2 separate regions of the Mus musculus genome follow, and region 1 is linked to region 2. Evidence: chromatin contacts called from public HiChIP or PLAC-seq data. All regions are on one chromosome and are shown on one strand. The core of a region is the stretch at or near the end of the contact, and the rest is flanking DNA. Distances in the headings are between cores, read along the strand shown.

Region 1 (7,054 bases), core at 2,418-4,917, 420 kb before region 2:
CCTCCAGCAGCCATGCCCCACCCCCCACCCCCCACACAGCGCCACAGTTAAGTAGCTGTTGTGGTAGTCGTACCCTTCGTATCACAGTACTCCTTACAAGGAGCCGTTCGCCTGATGAGTCTCTGGAATGTGTGTGTATCTGCTTTCCCTCCCAGAGTGCATCGGAGACACTGCATCTATGCAGATGCTTCAGTGCTGTCCACCGAGGCAGAAAAAGCTCTTTCTTGCAGTTGTGGTTGGGGTGGTTGCTGGAAGGTTCAGCTACCATTATTAATATTGAAGGTGGGAGGTCTCAGTGGCACAGAGCAGCAGCACCGTAATAGTAAAAGACAGCATCCTGGGACAGGGACAGGAGTGCCTGCATTTGCAAAAATCTGACTCCAGTGAGCAAGGTGAGGTGTTGTGAGTCTGAAGCTGCAAATACGTCATTCATTTGACAAGCTTTAAAACAGTTATGATTTCTAAAAATTCAGAGTAAATAAAAACCACATCCATTCTACATGCATCTGTTTGTTATTTTTACTTGATTATAGATAACTTGAGCCTTAATTCTGGATTTGCTTAAGGTTCCCGCAAATTTTTTGAGAAGTGTGGATGGACATAATTGGCTTTTTCCTTTTAACAGAAATGCACTGTGTGCTGTGGCATCTGGCAGAGCTTGTAATTCCCAGCGGATCAATGCAAAGGGGGTGGTTTTGGTCCCTAGAGTTGGGTATGACGAGTTGACACAAACAGAAAGGTGAAGATCCTGCCCCACCCAGCTTAGAGGCCTTGTTTCTTTGGTGTCTTATGGAAGTATGTTAACATGCCTTTCACACACACTTCTACATATGAAACTACCAGCCATTCTGAGTTTGCAGTACAATCACGTTCATAAAGGTGCTATTTAGTCTTTAAAGTGGACAAGTCCTGCAGATGGACAGAAATTGCTGTGAATTACATTAGGCCACTGGCTTAAGGATCAGGTAGAAACCAGCAGGCTCTTTTACTCTGCTCAGGTTGTGCTAACACTGAAGGTGTATATATAGAATGCTGACAAAGCCAGGTGGGACTTGTATACATAGGTACCCACCTCTGATGGGCTCTAGGTTGCACCACACCACTCTTGCTGTGGATGACACAGACCTGGATTTGCTTGCATCCTAGCAGTGTTAAGGTGAATAGCATTACCAGGTACTGTAATCTGTGCTGAAGTCTTTTACCTGTAATGTTTTCACCATGGAGAGTCGAGATAGGGTGACGATGGAACAGCCAGGAGACTGGTCTAACCTGGAGGATGGGGCCCGTGGCCTAAGCAGCTGCTGTCAGAGTATGACACAGCATCTGCACAGTCGATGTCCACTTCCTGCCACTGCTGGTGGAGGGGTGACTGGAGCAAAGTAGGCATGGACTTTGACATGAGGAAGCTGAGCCTAGAAGGAAATGGAAAAGGAGTCGTCTGCCCTGGGATTGCGATTCTTGTATAACCTTTGAAAACCTCTAGTCCGTTTACAATTGATTGCATTAATTAGGCAGGGAGCATGCTGTAAGCTAGAACTGTCCCTGTTAAAACCCCTCTAGCCCTGGGCCCCAAATCACCCTCTAAAGACAATTGGAAACACTTCTCTCTAGTGGCAATGATCTAAGGGTACATGTCTGAAGGAGCCTATGGTGGCACTTCTGTAATCACAGTTTGTATAAATACACCAGACTGGAGAACTGGGTATTGGGTTTAGTATACTGTGTATGCCACAGCATGTATGTGGAGGTCAGAAAACAACACTGAGTTGGTTCTGTTACTTTGTACCATGTTCTTGGCCATGAAATCAGGAAGACAGGCTTGGTATCAAGCACCATTAACCTGCTGAGCCCACTCACAAGCCTGGATGTGGATTTCTGGGTCTCCATCTCCCAGCTGCCAAGGAGAGCCTAGGAGGGACTAACACCTACCCGCATGCGCTTGATGCCTGCACGGGTGACCTGCTGGCAGTCGTAAAGCTCCAGTCGCTCCAGGCCTCGGCAGTTCTCCAGGTGCTCCAGCGAGGCGTCCGTGACAAGAAGGCAGTTGTCCAGCTCCAGCACCCGGAGTCTCTCGTGCCCACAGGTGCTGCTGCTCAGGTGCAGGATCCCCTCATCTGTGATGAGCTCACAGTGGGACAAGCTCTGGGGAGGAGAGGCACGCTAAGCTCCAGCTAGGAAAAGTGTCCAGAGTAACTGCTTGCTGTACTGCGGTGTGGCAGTGTCCTCTGCAAAGCACGCGCTGAAGACTCAGTGCCATGTGTGGGAAGGGTCACCATGAATAAACGGAGGGCTGGAAGAGCCGGAGACTACCAACACCTCATCCGACTTAACAGCCTGCCGGGCTTCATTCTCCCCTGTCTAGTGCATAGGAAGTAATCTGCGGTTTTCTCTAAGAGCTACCCCCGACCACGGCTTTCCAACCAGAAACAAGGAAAGATGCTTCAGGGGACAGTTCCGAGTTTACTCCCTTGACCAGTTTTATGGCCCAGTTTGAGTAAAGGTGCCAATAGTAAAGCCAGTAGATTTACTGTCCTTGTCTAAAATGCACAGGGTTGGAAGTGTAAATTAAAAGCACATACTGCTCACAACTGGTAACTCCAGCTACAGGAGCATCCACAGTCCCATGCATGGACCCTAGCACAGACACGTACACACATTAAAAGTACACACATCCATGATTCAGTTGTGGCTATGCAATGAGATCCTGACCTTGGTCATATATCACCAGCCTCTTAGAAGTGGTAATTAAGGTTGCAGAAGTACTAGGGTGAGTTTACATGGCCAAGTTTACTTAATAACTTCAGACTGGACAGTTGCCCCCCACCCATGAAAATAGAAAATGCATATGAGCATAAATGCTGTAAAGAGAAAAGATCCAGTGTCTGAGAGCGACCGACAGGCTGAGCTTGACAGTCCGTGAGCTAATAATGTCAGGTGCTGGGGTTCAGGTAGGAAAGGACAGAATGTGCTTGGAGGCCCAGGCTGGGGGACAAGAATGTCAGGCTCAGAGTGTGGCAGGAGACAGGCCACCATTGGGGTCACAGGAATCAAATGAAGATCACCAAACTTGGCAGCAAACATCCTTCCCATCGAGCCTGCTCATGGGGTTCCCCTTGCAGCCCAGGATCCCTGGGTGATGTTACACTTCCCAGAAAGGCCAGCAGTATAGAACCCTGTTAATTCTTTAAGTGTTAGCAAAAGTTCTATAGCATTTCTACATGTTCCTACATGTACATTTGGGGTAATTTAGGAACTTCCTTAAGGGTTATTTGGGTTATTTTATATCAAGTGAGTTAGACGTTCATTTCGCTCATGTTGTCAGATTTATGTAGTTGTGCCTCCTACAAGTTTAGCATCCATAATGTGAAAATTTGAAATTCTCCAAATCTAAACAATTTTGATTATCACTACAAATAGAACAGGTCACAGTCAGAACACGGTGCAGTAGCAATTGTGAAAGGTGCACGTTAGGCATAAGATTAATTTGTTTCTAGATTTTGGACCTAGCCTCAAGTACTTCATTATCTAAGTGTATATAATGAGACAATCTGGAAGGCCAACACCTTGGCCCCATTTTAGATACAGGACGCTCAGCCTGTATAGACCTGGTGGCAGCTGATTGCTGCTGATACTAGCAGCCTGGCCTGGGGCCTGTTTCCAAAGCAGCAGCCAGTGTTGCTAGGATACTGCTCTGGTGTTTGTGTTTTCCACTCACTGTGCTCTACCGTGTTATGGCCTTTTAATTTGGGCTTTATTTTGCTTTCTTCTGACGACACTGTCCTACTTCACTTGGTATCCTGTCCTCCTGCTCAGCCGGGTGAAGCTTGTGCCAGGATCCCCTTCTGTCTCGACAACATCCTCTGCATGAGGAGAGTCTCGAGTTTACCTAGTGACGCTTCAGCTTCTTCCCTTGCCTGCTGTGGGATCACACCGTTAATGTGGATGTGCGCGTCTGTCTCCCAGCCTTGCCGCGTGCCGGTGCTGTGTGTTCTGTTTAACATACTCAGCAGTGGCACTGTAACACTGAGGACCCACTGTCGTGCTTTCTGTGGTAGTAGATTCATTTTAAATTCACCCCAGTGTCCTCCCAGCACTTCCTGGAGATTTCCATCACAGGATTCTGAGGTGAGGATTCTGGGCCTTTGCCAGTGTCTGCCCAAGGATCCTCGTGAGGAAACTGGCTTTGGTGGTTGGAAGATGGCCCATGATGAGCATCTGCCCGAGGTCTGGTCAGCTTCAACCTACAGGAACATGGTACCAGCTTGGGACTTTTTAGCCCTGTTTTGGTTCTAACTGTGATCCTATGACTGTCACATCTTTTGTCCCTGCTCCCAAGTCACCCCCTTTGTTCTCTAAAGGCTGTGCTCACTTGCCAACACTAGACCACTTTGCTTTAAGGCCGTTCACTGGTTTTTGGTTTTAATTTTCGGAACAGTTCTATGTTCTGTATCTACTCATGAGCACTGACTTTGTTGCTTTTATGGTGTCTTCATAATTTCTACCAGGAACATTTTTCTGAAGTCCACTTTAAAATGTCAAATGTCATGTTAATCTGGACTTGTCATCTGCACACTGCCACCAAACATAAGTCCAGACTGTTCTGTTACATCCAGAATGCTCCGACACCTTCATTACATCTCCTTGCACCAGGCCTATAGTACTGCGTTGTGAGGTAAGGCCCCGTAGTCTGCATCCAATGGCCAAGTCCCCATACTGATCGTCCGATGCCTATGGGGCAGTTGCCTCGCCGCCGTGAGACAGGTAGGTGTTCAGACCCCTTCAGACAGCCTGCCTCAGGTCTGCCTTAGGTCTAGGCTCCCTGTGTGCTCTCAGGTGGTCCTGCAGATTGTCACTCCTGGGCAAAGATGAAAGACTGTCCATTCACCCTTTCCTGGCAGGAAGCATAGCTCTGTTTTGAGTTACTGCCAGGAAGGCTTCTTGGTAGACCATCCTCCCCCTGGGTCCTCTGAGCAGAAACAACAGGTTCTTGGGGATTTGTTCCTGTCTCAGAATCCCTTGTTATCAGCTCCTTTAAGCCTATCTTGGGATATATAAAGCAAAAAACACCCAGTGACTCATTCAATCCCATGGCCCTAAGGTCCCTGGCTGGCTGCCCCATCTTCTCTTGGCCTTCTTAATATTTAAGTAGAAGTGTGTGCCTAGGCACTTAGTTGAAAGTCGATGATAAGGTAAGAAAGTATAAGGAAGATTTTTTTTTTTTTTAAAGACAGGGTCTCTATGTAGTTCTGGAACTCTGTATAGACCAGGCTGGCCTCAAACTCCGAGATCTGACTACCACTGCCCCCTGAGTGCTGGGATCAAAGGTGTGTGCCACCTGCTCAGCCAAGGAAGCCGGTTATCTAAGGAAGGCACTTCCAGCATAGAAGAAAGACTTCTTTTTTCCACTCATTCTGCCTTTTATCTGCCCTACTGGGCTGCTGGAGGAGACACTCACTGCCAGTCTGTCAATCACTGAGTTGGCTGTCCTTGTAAACTTGGGACCCACTATACTGCAAACGCACTTCACATGACGCCTGCACCTGGATTGCCCTCGGTGTACTGGGCTGGTGGGGGGGCTAATGGGGTGTCTAGCATGGGGTCAGGGGCCACATGCTGCTCACCCATGCCTTACACAAAGATTCACGTTCCAGAGCCAGGGTGAGATTGCTGATGCCCACAGTCCAGGCCAGGGGAGCCCTCAGGACACTTTGCAGTGAATAGAGTCAGCAGCCTGTGATGTTTCTCTTCTCCTCGGCCCTGAGTTGTAGTCTCACTGCAGGCCTGATGCTCTGTTCATCATCTTTGGTGGGTTTCATTTTAGTTTCTGAAGTAAGCTTTTTTTTTGATCTTGTTCTTTGAAATATGGTCTCGACATGGCAGCCAGGCTGGGCTCACACCTGAACTCTTCGGGTGGCAGCTTCCCAGGAGCTAAGATCACAGCTGTGCACCTCACACCACCTGACTCACTGTGGTGTCAGTTTAGTTTACTCTTATCTCCCATTTCTAAAAGCAGCCTGTGTAAAAAATGGGACCGCACTGAGAGTGGTATCCTGGTGTTCAGAAACCCCAAGAAAGGCTATCCTGACCTTACAGGACCCCTACACCACGCAGAGGGCCAAGCGAACACGAGCAGGCCCATAGGGTGGCCCCAATCTTTGCTCCTAGGTAATGGGATTTTTACATCGAACTTTCATCTCCCTGACAAGGTGAACATGAGGTTATGTGAATCGATGGGGCTGTGAGTTTCTGTCAGCTTCTCTCCCTCTCTACAACAGAAGTCATGTTCAGATGCCCCACAGCCCAGGCTAGCCCAGCAAGGAGGTCTAAGAGCAAGAGTGATAGTGGCTTTACACAAAGTGAACCCCGTGGCATCTGCTGTCTGTGTGTGTGTGTGTGTGTGTGTGTGTCCTCTCATCCCTAAGGCAGCCTGAAGTCTCACCAGTAGCTCGGACTCACCAGGGCTTGCAGCTTGGGACAGTGGATGGAGAGCTGGACGAGGGTGCTGTCGGTAATCTGGAGAGAGACACAGTCAGTGTGGCTCCTGCACTAGGGCTTAACACCCGGTCCTGGATTCTCCTGAGCGTGGGACTCAGAGGGAGCAAAAAGAAAAGTAAAACCTCATTCAAGCACACTGGGGCTCACACTGTCAACTCCTAGGCTCACTAGGAGGCTCACTGCTCTTTGGCCTTGCTTCTGGTGCCTGAGGGAGCCTAGGGACAGGACAGACATCAAAGCGGTGGGTGGGGAGTTCCCCAGAACACCCTCCTGTAGTCACCCTGTCACCCAACATGCAGGTTCATTCCTCTCACAAGCTCTGTGTGAAATAAAAGGCAACCCTGCTTATGCTTGGGAATGGATGGTACTCTCCTGCATGTGGAACCACCAGACACTTACAGACCCCATTACAAATGGCCTAACGGGGGCCTGATCCCCACCACCATGCTGGGTAGTACTGGTAACCTCTGCTTGCTACAATGCCAGCCCCCTAAGGGGTTGCCAGAAGTCCACTCACCAGGACACATTCTTCAAGGTCCATCTTCTCCAGCTCATGGCA
Region 2 (6,592 bases), core at 3,790-6,289:
TTATGGGGTCATGATTTATTGTAGCAATGGAAAACACAGATTAACATTCCTCGGATCTCAGAAACAAATCATGAAATAAAGAATGGTTCTGAGAGAAATATTAAAAGGTCTTATCAAGAACACCCACAGACTGTCCAGGTTGTACATAAGCAAGACACACAACTGCAAAGAGACTGGATAGTAGGAAAAAAGACCGGGGAATTAAATCATCCGGATACATTGACCTCAATGGAAACCAGGATGTGTTACATTGTTACAATATGTTACATGGGGAGGAGGTTTTGACTTTGTATCCACAGGAGACCAAAAGCTGTATGTTAAGACCTAGGTAAAATATTAAGGCCTAGATATAATGTTAAGGCCTAGCTGTTAACTGGCTAGCTGGTCAGTTTGTGCTGTTACTAATATTATAAGGTCACATATGTCTCTGCTGTTACAAAGACATTTTCAAATGCCAAGATTGATTACGTATTCTGTTATGTTCTGTGCCCTTGGAAGCCAGTCATGATAGACGACATTAGACCTGCTTTGTATGTTACCCACAATAAGCTTGGACCCAAACCAACCCCCCAGCAGCATTTCCTGCCCCTTTGTATAAGCTTTTATGGTGTTTGCTTTTGTAAGCTGCCCCTGGGATGGACCCCAACATAAGAGAGATACCTGAACTAGTATAAGAAACTATTTGGAATAAGGCTTCCATTTTGAGCAGAAATCAAGTACAGTTTAAATTCCGGAGACCTCCCTGGGAACTGACACCCTGCTATGGCAGAAAGAGACATAGACATGGGTAACCAACATCTTAGTTGACAAGTTAAGACATGAATGTTAGACGAGTCCCATCCTGGTTGACAAGTTAAGACATGAATTTGTTAGACAAGGCAAGTCCTCTGTCACAGTTGAATACCCCAACCAATGGAAACAGGATAAGTGAACATGAAGACACATTCCTAAGGAAGTCCCATATCCCTAAATTCTGATTGGTGAAATAGGTTGGCACAGATGTTTGTAGATCTCAGGCTTAAAAAGCCCTATAGGATCTCAACTCAAGGTCACAGTTCAGCTCTTGAGCCTGGAAGGTGGACCTGATCGATCAGTCTTGGGGTGCGGCATTCATTAAGCCACCCCTATTTGGCTGAGATCAGTATCAGCGGTTTGTGTGGTGATTCCCAGACCCCATCACAGTGGCTGCCATCACGATTGATAAAGATTAGATTTGAACAGGAGAGATCTCCTGAATAAGGAGAGGTGATAGTTCATCAGACAGCTTGGTCATTCAGTCCAAACTAACTTATAAAGACTAACAAATGCCTTTCATTTGGTCAAGCATGAAAAAAAATGAAATTAAAAAATCAGATTTTTGAATGATATTTACTAAAGGCAACTTGCCTTACTGGCATGAAATAAAAGATGGGTTTTCTTAAACCATGTTTCTTGATTCAATGTTAGAATGTTAGATTGTAGATTGCCGTGTGACCCAGGCCACCTTGGACATCAGCTTTTGAGTTTTCACTATAAAGGATATGTTTGTTGTTTAGTATCAAAAACACCGTTAAGAGACTTAGAATATTTTAAGTAAATTCAAAGGGTTATTACAATTCCAACTTGTTTTCTAAATCTCTAAGAGTTGGAGTGATTTGGAACTAAGATAAAATATTTGAGCAGAGCAGTGATAGCCATGCCTTTATCCCCAGGAGAGACAGGTGGATCGCTATAAGTTAGTTGTTTTCTAAATCCAAGAGTTACAGTGAACCAGGTGGTGGTGGTGTAGGCCTTTAATCCCACCATCCAGGGACAAAATTCAAATATGGACCCTAATGAGTATGTTTGTACACTAGAGAAATCACATATCATATTTACAGCTTATAACCCTCTACAGGGTTACTAGAAATGCAGCTAATACCCAATGGGGACAGGGACAAAGAGCAGCTTCTGTGACTGCTGCTAAGCTCCTCTCTGTCATGCAACTCTGACCAGTACTGAGCCAGATGATACCCTGATTATGAGTATCATATTTATTGGTGACTTAGCAACTGGGGACATGTCTTCACAAAGCAAAAAGGAGTCCACCAACATTTGCCTGTTGACTTCTAATGCAAATGCTTTCCATATATGGAAAATAAATATTCTGTCTTTAAGAAACAAATCTGGACATTTTACTACGCGGCGTGGAGAACCTTATACTCAGTCGGTGCCAACCACTCTGTGGTCATAAGGGTGGGTCTGCCAATGATGGATTGGATCTGTTTGAAGGTAGAGTCCTTTGAAGGCTTAGCTATGGAAAGGGAGGTATTACAGTGGGACTGGTACCTATGTGAATTCTTCATGACCAGGATGTGGTAGCAAAGGGTCTACACCTTCCTGCACAGAGAAAATAGCTCATATGCTTATATTCCCGACCGTAAATTGCTCATCCCTCCCCAGAAAGAGGCACCTATTGAACTGTGGGGACCAATGGAATGATCACAACATTTGGCTAATGCGCTATTTAGTGATGTTTCATCAACCACTGATGAAACCAAAACTTATGGAAAGTGGCAGCCTGTAGACCGGGGGATGGAATGGCCATCACTGAGGAAGGACCACAAAATCAGTGCAGCACTATTGCCTGTAAGACAAACCACTAGGAAAGCAAAGGGAAGATGTCTGTCTTCTCTAATTCATGTGCAATGGTATAGCAGCTATACGGCCATCAAAACGGAAAACCACTAACTGATGGATAAATGGCAAAGATATCTGGTCCTGGTTGTTGGGGGACGGAGGGACAGAAATGGAAGCAGGAAAACCTAACAAACTTAGCAAAGATATCAAATTATGTGTAGCCCATACAGGCAAGAGAGTCAAAATGTCCAAAAATAATGAAACAGTGTAGAAACATCCCCTGTGTGGAAATTTACTAGAGGACACATCAGGTCTAGAGATGTCTATCTAGAGTGGCATGTAACCCAGGCTAGCCTCTTATTTGTGGAAATCCTTCTGCCTCCCCCTATAGAGCATTAATGATTACAGGTGAAAGCCACCACACCACAGTGGCTTAGACCACCAAAGACAGAGCTAAAATGTCATGGACAAACTGGAGATCCAGGTGAGAAGATGACAGGAGTTCATTTAGAATCCAGTGAAGGAGTTAGTCTGTCAATAACCTAATTTAACTACATGTTCTACCTATCAAAACACACTGTGAGAGTGGACAAGGCAGTATACACCTCCCATCTTAGCATCTAGGAGGCAGAGGCAGGCAAGTTCTCTGTTTCACATAGAATCTCAGGGCAGCCAGAGCTGCATAATAAAGGCCCTGTTTTATAGAACTAAAACAACCACTGAACCATAGTAAGTTCAAGGACAGCCTTGAGATCCTGTTTTTTAAAAAAATTCAAATTTTGGGCTGGGCGTGATGGTACACACCTTTAATCCCAGCACTTGGGAGTCAGAGGCAGGCAAATTTGAGTTCAAGGCCAGACTGGTCTACAGAGTGAGTTCCAGGACAGCCAGGGCTACGCAGAAAAACCCTGTCTCGAAAAACCAAAAAAAAAAAACCAAAAAAAAAAACAGCTTTATTTAGGATATTTATTTGTATATTAGTATATATGACCCCGTGTGTGAATGCCCACATGTGTGTATGTGCGCCATGGTGTACATGTGGAGGTCAGAGAATGATATCTGGTGTGTGTCCTGCTCTGAGGCCGTTTGTCCTACTGTTCTCCTTTGCATAACCCAGGCTACCTGGCCCCAGAGTTCAGGATTCGCCCATCTCACTGTAGGAGTGCTGCGCTGTGCAGGTTCTGAGAGTACTCACTCCCGCCTCCCTCTCACATCGTCGTGCCCCACCCGTATCCCCACCCCAAACCCTCTATCACTAAAAACAACTACCAGCCCAGTCTTCAGGCTATCTTCTAGAGTTCCAGGCCAGCTAAAGATACACAGTGAGGCCGGGCGTGGTGGCGCACGCCTTTAATCCCAGCACTTGGGAGGCAGAGGCAGGCGGATTTCTGAGTTTGAGGCCAGCCTGGTCTACAAAGTGAGTTCCAGGACAGCCAGAGCTACACAGAGAAACCCTGTCTCAAAAATCCAGAAAAAAAAAAGATACACAGTGAGAAGCTGCCTCAGAAAAACAAACAGAAAGAAAGAAGGAGAGAGAGAGAGAGAGAAGGAAAGAAAGAAAGAAAGAAAGAAAGAAAGAAAGAAAGAAAGAAAGAAAGAAAGAAAGAAAGGAAGAAAGAAAGAAAGAAAGAAAAAGGGGATTTAGGGGTGTGGCCCAATAGTAGAGTACTTGCCTAGAATTAATGAGGACCTGAGACTCACCGATAGCATTGCAAAAAGTAAGTGAAATAAATAAATAAATAAATAAATGAGATAATGCCTAAAATAAATGAATATTGTTATTGACTACAACTCATTAAAGCTGGGAAAATCTCATGTATATTTAAGTCAACGTCAACTAAAGCAGAGGTGATGACCCATGGCTATACTTCCAGCATTCAGGAGGCAGTAGGCGGAAGATCAGAAGTTGCCAGAGGGAAGGGCTACTGTTCTCATTAAAAATCAGGGCACTTCAAAATAACTTGGCCATAGCTGAGTCACACTTAGAATTCCTCTGTAACCTACTACAGTGCTTCTTCACCTTTGCTTTCACTGAACCTCGGAGCTGGGTCCGGGTCTAGGACTTCAGGGTTTCTGGGCTGGGGCCCAGAGTCTGCATTTCCATGTTTAAGTCTCGTTGGCCTGTGGACCACACCTTGTGAATGTTAGACCACGTGCTAGGGAGAGTTTTAGGGGCTAGGCTTCTAAGGCCAGAGCACTGAGGACTGACTGGCTGGTTTCCTCTTCCCTGCTCAGTTCTTTTCTGGCAGCCGGGACAGGCTGAAGGCCCCTGTGAATGGCCAGCCCCTGAACTTCATCATTGCTCATTCAGGGGTGCCGCCATTCCGGAAGGAAACACAGTTGTGGGAGATGCATAGACCACAGCTGCTTCTGAGTCACGTGGCCTACAGAGGCTGGACCTCCACTCGCAGCACAGAGCCTCGGGGCGGGGCGGAGCTGGGGGCGGGTCCTGGCATAGGGTCCTCAACAACCCCCGGAGGTGCAGCGGCTGGCCAGAGCGCCCACTGCCTAACGGAGAGACCCCATCGTGGCGCGATCATGCTCCGGGTCCCCCTGTGTACGCCGCTCCCGCTCCTGGCACTGCTGCAACTGCTGGGCGCTGCGCACGGCATCTATGTAAGTCTCCGGTGCCACCGCGCGGGGACGCTCCGCCGCTGGGAAGCGGGCAGAGGCCGAGGAAAGCCGCGGCTCTGCAAAGTCGGGATCCGGGTTACCCTCGATCACCCGCTCAGAGCAGGCAGGCCGCCGAGGCGCAGGCAGTGGTCGGGCCTCCCGTAGGAGGCGGGCCGGACGGGCGGGGCGCGCGTCCTTCCTGGTTGCTGGCGCGCGTGGGTTCCGCTGCGGCGGTCCCGTGTGCACGGACCTGCTTCCCGGTTTGTGCAGCGCGGTCGGGGGCTAGCTGAGGTGCGCCTGAGTCTTTCCAGCTTCGGTTTCTGGGGAGAGGGGTCCAGGCTGCGCGGGGCTGCTAGAGGGCTCCGCGGGCAGTGGCGTGGGGCGCGATCCTTGCGGAGTTCGGGCTTCATGGAACGCTCCGGAAGGAGAAAAAATGGGGTCAGGAGTGGCTCCTGCAGTGGGGTCACAGGAATATTCGCTTTCAGAGACTTCTCCCTTTTCAAACATACTGTTCATGTTTCTCGCTAGCCACCTGCTGGCTGCTTTTAGTTTGAGGTGTGCATCGCCTTGTTTGTTGGAAGCCTTTTTCTTCTTTTAGGGTTTGGCGGTGCGGGAGGAGGGTGGGAAGAGGCCAAGTGCTACAGGCGAGGTCTGGGTGGCAGGGCAGTGGCTGAGGCGCGTGGGACACGCACCTGGGGAGGTCTGCACCGAACCTGCGAAGGGGACAGGGCGTGGTGGAACGGGGCTCCTACTCATTTGCACTTTGAGCGAGTCACCTTGGGGCCCTCCAGATGGACTGAGTCGGGTAAGTTCAAGTACTTGGTAGTAGACTTTGAACCTTGTAGACTTGTAAAAATTACACTCTTGGAAATGGCACACGTTTATCTAAAACCAGAGTTGAAACTTGTTTAAGTTTCTGGAAAACAGTTGCTGAAAATGCTTTCGATTAAGGAGAACGAAAATTTAGTGCCGGCTGCTCCGTCAGAGCTTGAGGTCTTGAGAACCAGTGGGCAGAGGCTCCAACAGGTAGGGGAAAGGAACCCATATATCTGGAGTGTCAGGATGGGCAGGAAGAGATAAGGATTTATGGAGGTGTCACCAGTCTGATGTAAGTCACCAGGCAAGAAATTGAGGTGCCCTGTGAGAGCCGAACCCTGAGACGCTGCTTTGTGATCTCCGCGGGAATTCTTAATTATGTAGCTATCCCTCTTGAGCAGTTAGATTAGAGCCAAGAAATTCCAGCCAACTGGCTTTCAGTTATTTTTGTTTGTTTGCATCTGCAACGTTAACTCTCAAACTTCAGACCTAGATTAAAAATTAAAGCCGGGTGGTGGTGGTACACACCTTTAATCCCAGCACTCGGGAGGCAGAGGCAGGCAGA

Evidence for each region. HiChIP or PLAC-seq counts read pairs in DNA pulled down with a chosen protein or histone mark.
Region 1: an H3K4me3 HiChIP or PLAC-seq map of forebrain shows a contact between it and region 2, with 6 times the contacts expected there. The contact joins the enhancer-like site here to the promoter of Tmppe in region 2. A contact is called at or near these places in 1 of 39 promoter capture datasets (embryonic stem cells), 1 of 484 Hi-C or Micro-C datasets (ganglionic eminence) and 6 of 115 datasets of contacts at active chromatin or transcription factors (astrocytes, bone marrow-derived macrophages, forebrain and 2 more).

Annotation. Positions count from the first base shown.
Region 1 is chr9:113,977,529-113,984,582 of GRCm38.p6, forward strand. It overlaps Fbxl2 (F-box and leucine-rich repeat protein 2), which reads right to left. Exons shown (of 15, transcript NM_178624.6): 12 at 7,013-7,054; 13 at 6,457-6,513; 14 at 1,930-2,142; 15 at 1-1,412. The coding sequence ends at 1,305. Ubp1 (upstream binding protein 1) reads left to right here. Exons shown (of 16, transcript NM_001372510.1): 16 at 1-499. Among named protein-coding and RNA genes, the nearest start is that of Fbxl2, 46 kb to the right of the region's middle. Within about 2 kb of position 3,668, at least 84 of the 459 cell types and tissues checked have an H3K27ac peak or open chromatin away from gene starts, as enhancers often do. A contact at or near this core is called in astrocytes, forebrain and stem cell-derived neural progenitor cells, where this site is marked.
Region 2 is chr9:114,396,056-114,402,647 of GRCm38.p6, forward strand. Tmppe (transmembrane protein with metallophosphoesterase domain) reads left to right here and starts at 5,040. Exons shown (of 2, transcript NM_001200002.1): 1 at 5,040-5,214. It overlaps Glb1 (galactosidase, beta 1), which reads left to right and starts at 5,023. Exons shown (of 16, transcript NM_009752.2): 1 at 5,023-5,214. The coding sequence starts at 5,137.